Regions from separate parts of the Gossypium hirsutum genome. Here regions 1 and 2 are each linked to region 3. The links are chromatin contacts, called in public Hi-C maps. All regions are on one chromosome and are shown on one strand. Each heading gives the region's core, a stretch centred on a gene start, on an enhancer-like site or on the middle of the called end of the contact. The rest is flanking DNA. Distances are from core to core; before and after follow the strand shown. Region 1 holds the start of LOC107930111 (putative tRNA (cytidine(34)-2'-O)-methyltransferase). Region 2 holds the start of LOC107930114 (ATP-dependent Clp protease proteolytic subunit 4, chloroplastic). Region 3 holds the start of LOC107938342 (nuclear transcription factor Y subunit A-4).

Evidence for each region. A called contact is a pair of places that touch in the nucleus more often than the background predicts.
Region 1: a contact with region 3 is called in a Hi-C map of leaf, with 3 times the contacts expected there. The contact joins the promoter of LOC107930111 here to the promoter of LOC107938342 in region 3. A contact is called at or near these places in 2 of 34 Hi-C or Micro-C datasets (both in leaf).
Region 2: a contact with region 3 is called in a Hi-C map of leaf, with 2.0 times the contacts expected there. The contact joins the promoter of LOC107930114 here to the promoter of LOC107938342 in region 3. A contact is called at or near these places in 2 of 34 Hi-C or Micro-C datasets (both in leaf).

Annotation. Positions count from the first base shown.
Region 1 is chrA08:108,619,814-108,622,529 of Gossypium_hirsutum_v2.1, reverse strand. LOC107930111 (putative tRNA (cytidine(34)-2'-O)-methyltransferase) reads left to right here and starts at 1,325. Exons shown (of 9, transcript XM_041074372.1): 1 at 1,325-1,952; 2 at 2,097-2,170; 3 at 2,268-2,336; 4 at 2,443-2,501. The coding sequence starts at 1,784. LOC107930081 (terminal nucleotidyltransferase 4B) reads right to left here and starts at 716. Exons shown (of 7, transcript XM_016861645.2): 1 at 12-716. The coding sequence starts at 185.
Region 2 is chrA08:108,765,122-108,767,821 of Gossypium_hirsutum_v2.1, reverse strand. LOC107930114 (ATP-dependent Clp protease proteolytic subunit 4, chloroplastic) reads left to right here and starts at 1,282. Exons shown (of 2, transcript XM_016861685.2): 1 at 1,282-1,878. The coding sequence starts at 1,496.
Region 3 is chrA08:108,019,891-108,022,590 of Gossypium_hirsutum_v2.1, reverse strand. It overlaps LOC107938342 (nuclear transcription factor Y subunit A-4), which reads left to right and starts at 1,396. Exons shown (of 7, transcript XM_016871460.2): 1 at 1,396-2,311. It overlaps LOC107938335 (protein FRA10AC1), which reads left to right. Exons shown (of 11, transcript XM_016871448.2): 11 at 123-535. The coding sequence ends at 211.

The sequences.
Region 1 (2,716 bases), core at 76-2,575, 600 kb before region 3:
GCCAATCATACCTTGCAGGCAGGCCATATGTACTTGATAACATCAAAAACAGAATGCACAGCTGCATCACGTGCTGCTTGCTCTTCGGGAGTAGGGGATAGAAAATCACAAAAGTCCACTATTTCTGCAACGCCCACCATGGTGGGAAGTATTAAAATATGCCCCATCTGCCTCAAGACCCACATCTGATTCCCCGGTGGTTCAAAAGATGCCACATCTGCCTCAAGACCCACAGCTTATTCAACAGCTTATGCCCTTGTGATTTGTTGCTTCCAAGGTTTTCGATTGGTCTTATTTCTACCCGGGTTTCAAGCCATCGTCTCAGTCATGGCCTAAGATAAGCCAACATTGAAAATGGCTTCTTCAACATTGAAAATGGCTTACCGATTTCAAAAGGGGAAGGGGAAGGGGAAGGGGAAAGGGGAGAAGAAGTGTCAATTTCCGGAAAATGTCTTACCAATTTCAAAAGAGTAAGACATTTTCCTTAAAAAAAAGCCCTCCTTTTCCTGTGTTTTGTAAAACATTTTACCCTGGAAAATCATTTTCAAGCAACCAAACATCAGAAAAGCCTGAAAATCTTTTACGGAAAAGCTTTTACAGGTTACCAATCGGACCAGGATAAAAGGGACGCAGTCGATCTAGCCGCTGATGGGTTGGGTTGGGGTGGGGTGGGGTTTATATAAAGTATTTAGATTATTTTTTTTAAGTCTAGGTCTAGCTTAAAAAATAGATTTATTTTTTTTGTTTAAATTTATTCTGATTTAAGAAAAAATAAATTCAGTCCGACTTGATTTATTCATATTTAATTTTTCTAAAAATATAATACACTAGTTAAAAGATAGAAAATCATTTGGTATTCTAAAATGAATGAATAAAAAAATTAATGAAGGAGTTATATCAATACAATTTATTTTAAAATAGATAACATAAATTAGTACTAGAGCAATGGTAAAATAGACTCAACCAACACTATCTGACTCAAAATAAATAGAATTTAGATGAAAAAAAATATTAATTCATTATCTAATTAAAGATTAAAATAATTTTTTAACACATTAAAAAATAATTATATTAAATGTTTTATTATATTAAAAAATTAAAATAAATATAATAAATATTTTATTGAGCTAAATATAAATTATTATTTTTCTTAGATTTTGTACAATAATTATTGAATTAATAATTTAATATAAATATAAATATATATAATTATTATTTAATATATATAATTAATATAATATTATTTTATAACATTGGGTTGGGTCTGGAGAAAAATATTTACTCAAAATCTAACCCATATAAAAAAATGATCTTAAATTTCATTTAAATCTATTTTTCGAATCTCTCGTATTTTGCTTAAACTCTTCTGGCGGATGAGGCGGCCCAAGTTCAAGTCGATCTCTCGATTGAGCAAAGAAAAAAGAAAAGAAAGGAGACCTGTATCTTGTTAAGATTGAGTGGAAGAGGCAGAGGGAATCGTCGTTTTGATCTGAGCCACCCAGCCTTCCTTTCCAACCAGGGAAAAACCCTTTATTTTATTTTATTTTTTAGTTTTATAAAGGAAGGAGGACATTAGGAAAGGTAGCAGGCCAAGGCCAAGAGGGTTAAAGAGAAAAAGAAGAAGAAAAACTGGGTTATTTACTTAGTGATAGTAATTAGTAAGTAATATGTATTAGTGAAGTTATCCAGTGATCCCACCCAGAGAGAAAGAAAGGTCAAACCCAATAGGTGTAGCATTTTATCTGCATTGGTATCTGTCTCTCTTTTGAGCGTAAGAGCAAGAATGAGAGCAGTCCCATATTATTCCCAATCCCATCTTCTTCAAAGCCTAAGACATATTAACAATACTTCTTCTCTTTCTTTGTTCCCAAACTTTCGCCCTTCTTCCCTACGCATACCACGCCTCTCTTCTTTCTCTAATACCAGGGCTGACACTCACACTAAGACTAAGAGTAAGACCCTTTTCTCTCTCCACTGATATATGTATATATGCTTGTTTTTTGGTCTTAATTAATTAAGTTTCTTAATTAATTAAGTTCACTGCCTTTCTTAATCTTCTTTCTTTGTGGGCTGGGTTGTTGCTGAAGTTGAAACAGGAAATGGGAACAACTCTCTGCCTGCCCCTGACCCCCAACAAAAATTGCTTCAAGTCGTCTTAGTTTCTCCTCAGGTATCTACTGTATTTTTCATCTTTAACGTGTTTTAGCTCATATACAAGCACCTCTACTTAATTGTTTTCCCTTTTCTGCCCTTGCCCATCCCTTCAGATTCCTGGAAATGCAGGTTGCATTGCAAGAACATGCGCTGCCTCAGCTGTTGCCCTTCACCTTGTTGGGGTATCTTTTTCTCTTCTCTTCTCTTCTCTCTTTTTTGTTTTACTTTACTTATTTTTGCCAACCTTGACCTTTTATTTAAGATGCTTCTGCTGTTGTATTTTTTCAGCCATTAGGATTTAAAGTGGATGATACTAAATTAAAACGTGCTGGACTGGATTACTGGCCGTATCCTCCCATATTTGTGTTCTTTAGATACCTTTTTTCCTGCTGAATGAAATGCATGGACACCCTTTCTCTCTATTTTCAATTTAAGATTCTATTCAAATTGGGCACTTCCTAATTGTTCATCAGTTCATAGTACAGTTTGGCATATATTTTTCTATCCTCGCAAACAAGTTTTCATATATAAATTATAGCCTCAAAGGCTTCCCATTTAGCAT
Region 2 (2,700 bases), core at 33-2,532, 750 kb before region 3:
GGTAAAAAGAGGTTATTTTGTAAACTTTAAAAGTTTTACTTATTGTGGGTAAATTAATTAAGTACTTTAGCATTATTGGAAATGAATTAATAAGAGTTTAAATGTGTGTATGCATATGTGGTATGATTATTGGTTAAGAATGGTTGATTTAGAATTGCTTTGAATTAGGTGGTGTGGTATTTAACTTGGTAAAAAGAGGTTATTTTGTAAACTTTAAAAGTTTTACTTATTGTGGGTAAATTAATTAAGTACTTTAGCATTATTGGAAATGAATTAATAAGAGTTTAAATGTGTGTATGCATATGTGGTATGATTATTGGTTAAGAATGGTTGATTTAGAATTGCTTTGAATTGGTTTTTAAGTGTTGGATTGGTTCAAACTCTTTGCAAAGGGTTTTTTAGCAAATTTTCCAAATATTTTTGAGCAAATTTGACTTAAAGTATCGATACCAAGGGTCAGGAATCGGTACCTAGTGTTTGGAATTGAGTTTTTCAAAAATAGAATGTCAATTTGGTATCGATACCTCGGACATAGGTATCGATACCCACATGAAATTTTTGAAATTTTGAGTTCCAAAATGCCGTTTTGGTATCAACACTGGTCAAGGGTACAGATACCTTGTTAAGGTATCGATACCCTATGTTTTGGTACTGATACTTGCCCTCTATTTTTCTTAAAAAAATCATTTTTAAATCACTTTTAAACGTCAACGATTGACCGATGATGACCTCAAACATTTAAGATAATAATTAATGACTTAAATAAGTTTAAATGCTATAGTTAATGTTTGAAATTACTTACTGTTTAGTCAAGATCTCTTTAGCACCAAATGTAATAGTCCTATATCAGGTCCCAAATATCAGAACTAGTTAGGGGTGTTACACATGAATTTTGATCTAATGTGCAATTTGATATATGAACTTTGATTTGATACAATTATATACGTGGAACTTTAATTGTGGTTCAAATGTATATATGAAACTTTGATTTTGATTCAATCATACATATTTAAATAAATACATCAATATATTTTTATATTGGATAAATATAAGTATTTGTGTATGAAATATATATATAAACATAAAATAAAGCTATATCAGTAATTGTGTTAATAATTTATGAGAATTGAATCAAATAAAAAATTCATGTATAAAATTATAAATTAAACCAAAATTATATATCAATTTTAATATTTATACTTTATTTTATACTAGTTAGGCCAGCTAAAGTAACTAGGTAAATTCAGATAATATTAAAAAATATTAAATCATTTGAGACTCAATACTATACGGACTAATGTCCACATTTTTCAAAAGTATAAAGACCTCTCACATATTTAAACCTTCAGTGAAAAAAAGAGGATAACAATATTGGAACGGTATTTGCCTGATATCATATCAAGAACGAAGGGCAAAGGGGGCGGCGGCTTCGGTCGGAGTAGTTGCTTATCTGTGACTGAGTTTTCTCGACGCACCACCAACATCACAAAGCGCCATGGGTTTACTATCCCTCTCATCTTCTCTAACCCCTTCCTTCCCCTCTCTTCATCTCAAACCTAAACATAAACTCTCTCTTACTTTCCCAAACCCTTCCTTTGCGTGCTCCGCACCCACATCCAAACCCCTCTCCTCATCTCTCAAACTGAAACCTACTGCGAATTCCCTCAAATTTTCATCCCCTCAGAGCCCCGCCACCGCCATGCGAGGGGCCGAGGCCGACGCTATGGGGTTGTTGCTCAGGGAGCGAATCGTTTTTCTAGGTAACAACATTGATGACTTTGCGGCCGATGCCATTATAAGTCAGTTGCTGCTTTTGGACGCTCAGGACCCTACTAAAGATATCAGACTCTTCATTAATTCCCCTGGTGGTTCTTTGAGGTATCCCCTTTTTTTTTCCAGGATTTTATATTTGTTCTGCTGCTCTGTAACCCTAGGCAAAGATAATAATGCAGAGAACACATTGTTGCTACAACTTCTGCTCTGTTCCGTGAAATTGTTTTCTCTCTGGGAAAGAAAGAACATTTTAGTCTGCGTGTGAATCTTGGAAATACATATCCGATGATTTTATCAATGGGCATTTTCATAATTAAGAAAAAAAGAGAGAGGAGAATTCACTAATAGAACTTATTTTTCTATGAATCTTGAACTGACAAGTCATGACTTGGGTGAGTTACTTTATTGGAAAAACTCTGGCTGAAGGTACCATTTCTCAAATCTTGATCGCTTTAATATTCCCCTAACAAACTGAATAATGAATTCTCTGTTTGTTCTTCAACTAGGACACATCATTGTTTAGGTTCTTGGAAATGAAATGGCAATTTTTATTTGATGGGAGTGGGATTCTCCTTGGATATGGATTATCATTGTTTCCTGATATTTCTTGTTGAAGAAGCCTGATAGCAATGATTTAATGATCTATCTTGTTTGTAAACCCCATTTAATAGAGTAGCATCTCTAAAGCACTTATAGAATACTTCCGAACCTTAGTGCTTGATAAGCTAGCAAGTCTAACCACTAAAAATAACTCAAGTAGCCTAAAATGGACATCGGGTCATGGCTGAGCCTATGGTATAAATTTCCAGCAAGCTACAACTCTTGGTTTGTAGCATCAGCTCGAGGATGGAAACTTTATTGCTTCGTCCAAGCATGAAGAGTCTTGCTTCATCATTAAATTAGCATGTGTGGTAGTTCACAATCTTA
Region 3 (2,700 bases), core at 147-2,646:
AGCTGGGGGAGTAGAGGGCACCCTTAGGCCTTATATTAGACCATTAGTTTTCACATGTTTAGGTACACCTGAATTCAGATGTGTTCATTGTCATTGTTATTTTCTCCATTCTTTTTTTCCAGGTAAAAGGGCATCATCTTCAGCTATCAATCATGAAAGTGACGATGGTGACGAAGACTTTGATAAGTACCTCGAGGGCATGTTTCCATGATTGTAGGTGAGACTCAGGTGAATTAAGTAAAAGTCTTGTAGAGTAACCCTTTTCTGTGCTGACACCGTAGTGGCCTTGGGAGAGTTGGTAGCGACATGCTGAGATACCAATTTCAGTTGAAACTTGTAAATTTGTTTTTGTTCATTCTGCTGCTCAGCCTGTAAATCGTAGTAAAAGCTTTGCCTATCAACTCACCAAATAGAGGAAGAGTGGTTATCTTACAAAGGCTGCTAAAAGAATGTGAAAGTTTTTTAGGTGGTGTGCGATGTTTTCTTATGGAGAATGGAGTTTTATTTATTAATACAAATGAGGTGGGTGGTTTAATTTTGTTTCCTTTATTAGTAAAACAAAAAGGGAAAAGCAAGGCTTTCTTTTCATTTGCATAGCGTAAGAAGTGAGAAAAAGTAAAATCTACATCTACATTACATATGTGTCGATGATGATGAGAGGGCCTCTAGTCTGGTGATGTTGACTAAAGCGCAGCAATCTTTTTAATACAATATCAATTCCTCCATCCATAACTGATGCTAGTAGTGTACTTAGTTTGGTAGTTGCTACTGCGTAGCCTCTTACCCTGTCTCAACTGTATAAGACATACCTACGCTTTCGTCTGCGACTGCCTCGACGTTTACACTCTCTTATTATTTTCTACTATTTTTGAAAGGGAATAAGTTCTTTGGTTTAGTTGATAATGTACAGATTTGGATCAAGAAAATTATTCCACCTACAGTTAATTGTTTTGGGGGGTGTCTTGTTACCTAGGATGAAAACAATAATGGCGTGGTTAAAGGGGGACATAAAACGCCGTTAAGCAAGCGACGATGGTTGGCAAGTGAAAAAGACAGAATGATAAAAAATAGTAAGAACGTGGCAAGATCTAAATAACATGGACCTCAACGATGTCATCCTGATCACACGACACGTGGTGTGTGCATAACATGTGTCACCGCTGTCAACCATGTCTCTCTGTCCGGTGTCCACGCCACTCTTTTTTGTCATGTAATAAAACTGGAATTTAATAATAATAATAATAAAAGAAGAAGAAGAAAGAGCGCCTCTTGGAATCTGTCTCGGATCCAAACCCAACCCTAGTTCTAATTTTGCCATTTTCAACAGTTCCTTGGATCTGTATAATCGGGTAATGAGTATTAATTATGAAAAAAGGGAAGAAAAAGAATTGAATAACACTTGACAAAAGCTCCTCAACCAGAGTTGTATGATTAGAAAAAGAAGGAATTGTAGCTGAAGCTTTGCTGAAAATAGTATGATCTTAAAAAGAAGCAAAAGAAAGGAGTCCACTCCACAGCCGTTGGAAAAAAGAGATGATGACAAGTTGAAATTCCCACTGCCTACTTATTTGCTTGACCCACTACCATAAAATCATCTCCACCCACTACTTTATTTTTATTATTTTATCTTATATGTACCCGATAACATTGTTTGATTTAAGTATTTCCCACTATTTAACCATTTTTTCTTTTTTAGGAATATTTAATTACAACGAGGTCTTTTTTACATTTATATACTAATAATTAATTTTTAGGATTTTATTTTTATATTTTATAGAAATTTAAAAGTTAGTTTAATTGTTGATAAAAACATGAATTTCAATTATTAGTTTTTATTAATTTGTTACATCTAAAATTCTAAATTATTGATTTTTGTTAATTCCTTATAAATTAATTTTTAAATCAGGTTTAACAATGCTAATTAATTGGATTAAATTTTTAATTTTCATAAAATATATGTAAAAAAACGTTGCAATTCATAATTATATTATAAATATAAATATTCGAAAAAGTATAAAATAAAGTAATTTGTGTGATAAATTAATCTATTTGGAGAAATTTGGAAAGGTTCGTAGTTACAGCTTCAGTTTCTACCTTATAAAAGACAAAAAGTTCGACATTTGTGTCAATGAAACAAATAAAAACCTCTTATTAAAATTTTAAACATATAAATAAAGATAATTTATTAAGCTTGATAGATTTGTCTTTCTCTATGTCTCTGTTATGGTTGCAGAGAGAGAGCCAAACTGAATCAATCTCTAGGCATTTGCTTCTCCAATTCCAATCTTCTTTTTCTTTTTCTTCTTTTACTGTAAGTTCTCTGTTTTTATCCTTTTTTAAATTTATTCTCTTAAAAGATCTTTCTTTTTCCTGTTTTTGATTCAAAATTTTCGAGTCATCTTAGGGTTTTAATTTAGCATCTTGTAAAAAACTTCCCTTTTTGGTTTGATGTTATGGGAATTTGCTCTTTTGATGAGAAATTTGGAGGAGATAAGAAGATTAGCATGAATTGTGGGGGGTGGAATTAGAGATAACCAGATGCAAAATTAGAAATTGAATTACCCTGTTGTATTAAGTTCGGCTTGATTTTGAATAAGATTTCGAGGATCAGTTTCTTTTTTAGGTGCTAGTTTTGATTGTCGAAGTTCTAAATTTTTATATCAGTTGAACTTTGAATTAATGGAATGATCCACCCGCCTT